2 separate regions of the Sus scrofa genome follow, and region 2 is linked to region 1. A link is a contact called in public HiChIP or PLAC-seq data. All regions are on one chromosome and are shown on one strand. Each heading gives the region's core, a stretch centred on a gene start, on an enhancer-like site or on the middle of the called end of the contact. The rest is flanking DNA. Distances are from core to core; before and after follow the strand shown. Region 1 overlaps LOC106505859 (a long non-coding RNA gene). Region 2 has its middle 40 kb from the start of CLDN14.

Region 1 (2,997 bases), core at 320-2,819:
AGCCTATGTGAACACACTTTGAAAACCAAGACTTCCTCCCCCTTCCCTGCTGCCCTCCCCAGTGCTGCCCTCAGGATCACCGGCTCCATGGGGTGGGGACCAGAGTCAAGCTGGGAAACTGTGTCCTCTTTTACTTTATTTTTTGTCTTGTTAGGGCCACACCTGCAGTGTATGGAAGTTTCCAGGCTAGGGGTCGAATCAGAGCTGCAGCTGCCGGCCTACACCACAGCCACAGCAACTCGGGATCTGAGCCATGTCTGCCACCTAAACCACAGATCACGGCAACGCCGGATCCTTAACCCACTGAGCAAGGGCAGGGACTGAACCTGGGTCCTCATGGATATGCGTTGCTTTCTTAACCTGCTGAACCACAACAGGAAGCCCCTGGCCACTTTCTCTGTGTGTAGATGGAATCCTGATGACACAGTCAGTGGGTAAGAGCACCGATGCTGGAGCCAGGTGACGACCAGCCGATTAACTAACTGCAATTTTAAGACCTAAGGTTCCTAAGCCCCCTGTGCCAGTTTCCTCCTGCCCCAGGCTTGTTGTGAACTCCGGTGAGCTAACAAAGTGTCTCTGGGTGCCACATGCCATGGCCACACTGCGGCACTACGCTGGTCCACGCTGCCCAGGGCCAAGGAAATCGTGGGGGCCCTGCCTGGCCAGTTGGGGACAGCTCAGAGGTCTTGTCGCATTTCAGCAGTTAAAGCGGCCTCTCCCTGGGTCTGGGTTTGGCTGCCTTATGGGGAGAAGCTGGTTTCCATTTTCCAGCTGACATCCCTCACCGGCCTGCCCCTCTCATGGCACAGGTATAAAGAGTTGAATCTTGTCCCTCCAAATTCCACATCACCTGGAACCTCAGGATGTCACCTTATTTGGAAGTAGGGTCTTGATAGCGATGTAATCAGTCAAGGATCTCGAGATGATGATTCTGGATTGGGGTGGGCCCTAAATCCAGGGACAGGTGTCCTCAGAAGACAAGCGAAGGGAGAAGACACAGAGAAGCAGAGGGAGGGTGGAGGCAGAAGTCAGAGCAGTGGGGCCCTGAGCCAGGGAAAGCCAGCAGCCACTAGGAGCTGGCAGAGGCAGGGGCGGGGGTGCTCCCCCAGAGCCCCCAGGGGGAGCCGACTCCTTGACTTCAGACCCTGGCCTCCAGAGCCGTCGAATACATTTCTGTTGCTTTAAGTCACCCTTAAAATGTATGATGGCAGCCCTAGCAAACTAAACACGGAGGCTTCAGTATTATCTCACACCAGCTCTGTGTGATAGAATCCCACTCTTTAAAAAAAAAAAAAAGTTAGTTTCTAAGTACTGGGCAGGGATCAAACCTGAACCACAACAGCAACTCAAGCTGCTACTGTGATGATCCTGGGTCCTTAACCTCTGAGCTACAAGGGAACTCCAGTACTGGTTGTTTTAAATGCTTGTTGGGGTGTGTGTTTGTGTATGCAGGTGCCTCACTCAGCAGCTTCTCATAGCTCTAAATGCAGTGTCACCATAGGAGTCTTGTCAGCCTGGAAGAAGTGAACAGTGTTGTCACTTGACATTTCTGCAGCTGTCACAGCCTCACTTGCTGTGACATGTTTCCCACCTCCTGTCCAGGGTCAGCTCCTCTGGGCATCAGACACTCTACAAGGACCCTGGCTGGGCCTTCTCTACGGGGATCCCATAAGCCAGGTTCCTTGGGGGTCAATGGCTGCAGCTCAAACCAAATCACTCCCCCTCCCCAGCAACACTCCAGGATCTAAGAACCTGCCATCCTAAAAAGAAGACCCTCTTCCCAATTTAATGAGTTCTGTTGCACATGCTTCTCATGGCAAGATGTCCAATCATCAAGAAAGGCTTTGGAGGGAGTTCCCATTGTGGTGCAGCAAAAATGAATCCGACTAGTAACTGTGAGGATGCAAGTTCAATCCCTGGCCTCACTCAGTGGATTGAGGATCCGGCGTTGCCGTGAACTATGGCATAGGTCGCAGTCGCAGCTCAGATCCCGCATTGCTGTGCTTGTGGCGCAGGCCAGCAGTTGCAGCTCCAATTTGACCCCTAGCCTGGGAACTTCCACATGCCTCAGGTGCAGCCTAAAAAAAAAAAAAAAAAAAAGGCTTTGAGATGTTAATTTTATAGCTGCTAGCATCTCAAATGTCATCGAATGAACCACGGGAACTGAGGCCTCAAAGCACTGGTTTTGGACCTAAATCTCTGTTAATATGGACCCACTGAGGAGGGGTCATGCTCAGGGGCGAAGGAGTTGAAGGTCTGGAAAGGAGCAGCACTGGCTGATGTGTTTGGAGGTTCCCTGGCAGGGGGGGCGCCCTGGGCTCCCCCCCACAGCCTCTCACTTTCACCCGTGTCCCAAGCTCACGAGGCAGGGTTGCTTTGTTATCTCATTCCACAGTGAGAAAAAGAGAGGCAAGGTTCAAGCAAGGCCAAGCTTGAGTTCCTGTTGTGGCTCAGCGGAAACGAATCTGACTAGCATCCATGAGGATGCAGGTTCAATCCCTGGCCTTGCTCATTGGGTTAAGGATTCTGCATTGCTGCACCTGTGATGTAGGCCATCTGCTACAGTTCCAATTTGACCTCTAGCCTGGGAACTCCATATGCCACAGGAGTGGCCATGAAAAGACCAAAAAAAAAAAAAAAAAAAGGCCAGGCAAAAAACTGTTGGCCACACAGCAAGTGGCAAAGGCCAGGGTTCAAGTCCAGGCAGGCGAGCCAGCCCCAGTGCCTGCAACCTTCATACTCTGCGGTTGCCAAGAACCTGTGTTCCGCTAGGCTCAGCTGCCACAAGTTAACTCACGGGCACTTTTGGTTGTAACTTCTCACAGGAAGCCAGCCACTCCCATGCTATTTCAGTAGTTCCTGAACTGCTCTTTTAGAAGTTCTTGTGTATTCTTCTTTTGTAGATGAGGGCAGAGGGGATTCGACACTGCATGTCTGAAGGACCAAATTAGCCATGAATTAGGGGGGTCCAGACCCCCTGCATTCTCAGTTCCCAGG
Region 2 (2,997 bases), core at 266-2,765, 87 kb before region 1:
TGGTCTGGCCCACTTCAATTTCTCATGTGTTACCTTTCTAGGGGTTGCGAGGCCCAGCAATCTGGACACAGGCCAAGAAGTCAAGAACTGCTGAAGTCCAGGCCTCCGCTCTTGTACTGACACCAGCGACCACCCAGCCCAGCCAAACCACATGGCCCTGTTTTCCTGATGTATGAGGTGGGTCGAATGCTTTCCCCCCCCAAAAGTGGACTCTGAGGGATTAATTAGTTAAGATCTGTAAACATGTATCATTATAATTATTATTCCAGTTTCTAGTTAAAACCAAACTGGCCCAAAGAAAAGAAAATACCAGCCCTGCCTCTGAGGGCAGCTACCTTGGCTTTTCCAGTATTTCCAGTCTGGCTGGTGGGAGAATGTCCTGGGAAGCTCACTACTTGCTGGGCTTGAGCCGGGAGTTGTATTCTCCAGGTTTGAGGATGAGGAGGAGGCCAAGACTCCAGTTGAGCCCTGGATGCAACGGGCTTTGATTGTTCATGCCGTTCACTCTAGCAAAGGCTGGACCTCTCCCACGAGACCAGGTGCAGGATGTCTACAGCAGGGCCCTGAGCCTTTATGGTCTTTCGAGGACTAACAGGTTGCGGAGGTGATGAGGAAACCGACTTCTTGTTTCTAAGATGTTGATCTAAAACCAGTGCCTCTAAGGGGGTGACTCCTGCTTTCCTCATGAGAAGATCTCCAGGCCTCTGAGGTGGTTACATGGAGAAAATTCGTGCCTGGACAGCCCTGCCCACCACAGTGACTCTGCCCCCACCAGATCTATCACCCTCCATGGACCTCAGCTGTCTCGGCACAGCTCCCTTTCTCTGGGTCTGCATAATTTCACCCCATGCCAATTCCTGCTTCCAACTGGTAAACCCCACACCCACTCCCCTTCCCCTAGTGCAGCCCCAGGTGAGGCCTCAGGCCGCGCTCCCCGTGCACTTCCGGTCCGAGCGGGGCTTCCTCCCAAGATGGCCGACACCGGAAGTGCCGTCCTCCGCGGGCGGGGCTCCTCCTGCTCCGCCGGAAGTCAGGACGTAAGGCTGGGAGCACGGCAGCCATGCCCTCTGCCAGGTGGAGACCCGGATGACAATATGCTGCTGTCTTAAAGGGGTGGTTTTAAAATGTCTCTTTGGTATTTACTTAGAGGAAAGGCTGAGTTCTCTAAATAAATAAAGGAAGGGCCCAGTGGGAGAAAATAGCCCCAGGAGGTAGCCTCACCCTGTCCCCCACCTGCAGAGAATTCATTTCTGGCCCCAAATTGGCAGCCCATCCCTCCCTCTACTCCCCCCCAGCAAACAAAAGCCCCACAGTGAATGGCACCCGCCTGTCTCGGAAGACACTGTCCTACACAGGCCCTTGAGAACCCCGCATTCCAGGCCCTATTTAAGTACTCGTCCCCTCTCCCCCGCTGTTTCCCCTGAAGGCGGATCTAGAAAAGACTCTCTCTCTGTCTTGCTACTGTTTTCAGTGATGCTGCAGCTGTTCAGCTGGCCCACCCTGGCTAAAAGGAAATGTGGTTTCTTTCCAACGGTACTGGGAAGCCTGAGTGCTCCCTGTTCCTGGAGGGGGTGGCTCTGAGCCTGCCTGCCCCTTGCCCACCACTCCTGGCAACCGGGGCACCCCAGCATGTGTCAGATAGGCCATGACACAGAAGGTGCACAGAGGTTAGACAGGATTGCCCTTTGGGTCTTTAGAAGGGTAATTCTGCCTTCTGCCTTGATGCCCTCTTTGTATGCCCAGGCCTCAGTACTGCTTGCTTACAGGGCTAGTTGCCATCTCTCCCCAGTGGCTGGCAGAACTTCACCCTCTGCTTCTCCATTTCCATGAAGGTAACTTGAGCTGCCTGGAAACTGGCTCTCTGACATCCAACATAATACCCTTCCTTTGTCCTTTGAGGCAAGTCCAGAGTAACCACCCAAACACCATTTACCCAAAACAAGGGGTCAAAACTGTTACCTAGATCATGAAACACCGGGTTGCATGCTCCCCCTCCACCCACCCACCCACCCACAGCTGGCAGAGAGAAAGACCAAAGCAGAGTAAGTGGTGTGATTTGCAGAACACACTCAACTGAGGAGAGCACTGAAAATACTGTCTAGTGCAGGGTGCTGAGCTGAAGGTCCCAAAGGGGACAGGCCTCCCTCCCTAGCGCTCATCCTGAGAGTAAAGTGTGTGTGTGTGTGTGTGTGTGTGTGTGTGTTTAATTACATATAATTTTTAGGGAAAGTATTTCTGAGGCTAATGGTATCAGAATGAATTGGCACCGTGCAGGGTAGAGTTAAACAACAGGAGTTCCTGTCGCAGCACAGCAGAAATGAATCCAATGAGGAGCCACAAGATTGAGGGTTTGATCCCTGGCCTTGCTCAGTGGGTTAAAGATCTGGCATTGCCGTGAGCTGTGATGCAGGTCCCAGATGAAGCTCGGATCCTGCGTTGCTGTGGTTGTGGTGTAGGCCAGCTTCTGTAGCTCCAACTGGACCCCTAACCTGGGAACCTCCATATGCCGCAAGTGCAGCCCTAAAAAGCTTTAAAAAAATTAAACAACAAATGTGTGTGTGTATTTGCAAAAAGTAACAGCACTGCTAGTAGCCAAGGCACTCCCTCTATTTGTGAAGCGGGGCCAGGCTTTTTGTTTAGTTAACCAACCCCAATCCCTTTCCATTTCCACATAGTAATTAAATACTCAAGCAAGTTGTCTCTGGGTTTTGTCACCTGGTGGTGGTGGCCATGATGCCTGGGAGCTTTGGGTTCCCTGCCACATGGTCCACCGGGTTGCATGCTCCCCCTCCACCCACCCCCCCCACAACTGGTATTGCCTGTCACTAAAAATATTCACCAGCCATGGAAGAGAGCAATATAGGAGTTGTAGGTTTTTTCTTTGTTAATATGGACCAGAGTCTCTCGAGCTTTATTTAGAACATGACTGCTTTATGCAGCCCCTTGCTTCAGGACCTGTCTTTGGCAGACTGATGTTTGTTGCTATTTCTTGTAGCT

The links. HiChIP or PLAC-seq counts read pairs in DNA pulled down with a chosen protein or histone mark.
Region 2: an H3K27ac HiChIP or PLAC-seq map of skeletal muscle shows a contact between it and region 1. The contact joins two enhancer-like sites. A contact is called at or near these places in 1 of 5 promoter capture datasets (liver), 5 of 47 Hi-C or Micro-C datasets (embryonic fibroblasts, epiblast stem cells, fetal skeletal muscle and 1 more) and 1 of 2 datasets of contacts at active chromatin or transcription factors (skeletal muscle).

Annotation. Positions count from the first base shown.
Region 1 is chr13:200,080,558-200,083,554 of Sscrofa11.1, reverse strand. All of the region lies in intron 1 of LOC106505859 (a long non-coding RNA gene), which reads left to right. Among named protein-coding and RNA genes, the nearest start is that of CHAF1B, 34 kb to the right of the region's middle. Within about 2 kb of position 1,569, at least 3 of the 83 cell types and tissues checked have an H3K27ac peak or open chromatin away from gene starts, as enhancers often do. A contact at or near this core is called in skeletal muscle, where this site is marked.
Region 2 is chr13:200,167,884-200,170,880 of Sscrofa11.1, reverse strand. It overlaps a transcript of CLDN14 not described here. Among named protein-coding and RNA genes, the nearest start is that of CLDN14, 40 kb to the right of the region's middle. Within about 2 kb of position 1,515, at least 8 of the 83 cell types and tissues checked have an H3K27ac peak or open chromatin away from gene starts, as enhancers often do. A contact at or near this core is called in skeletal muscle, where this site is marked.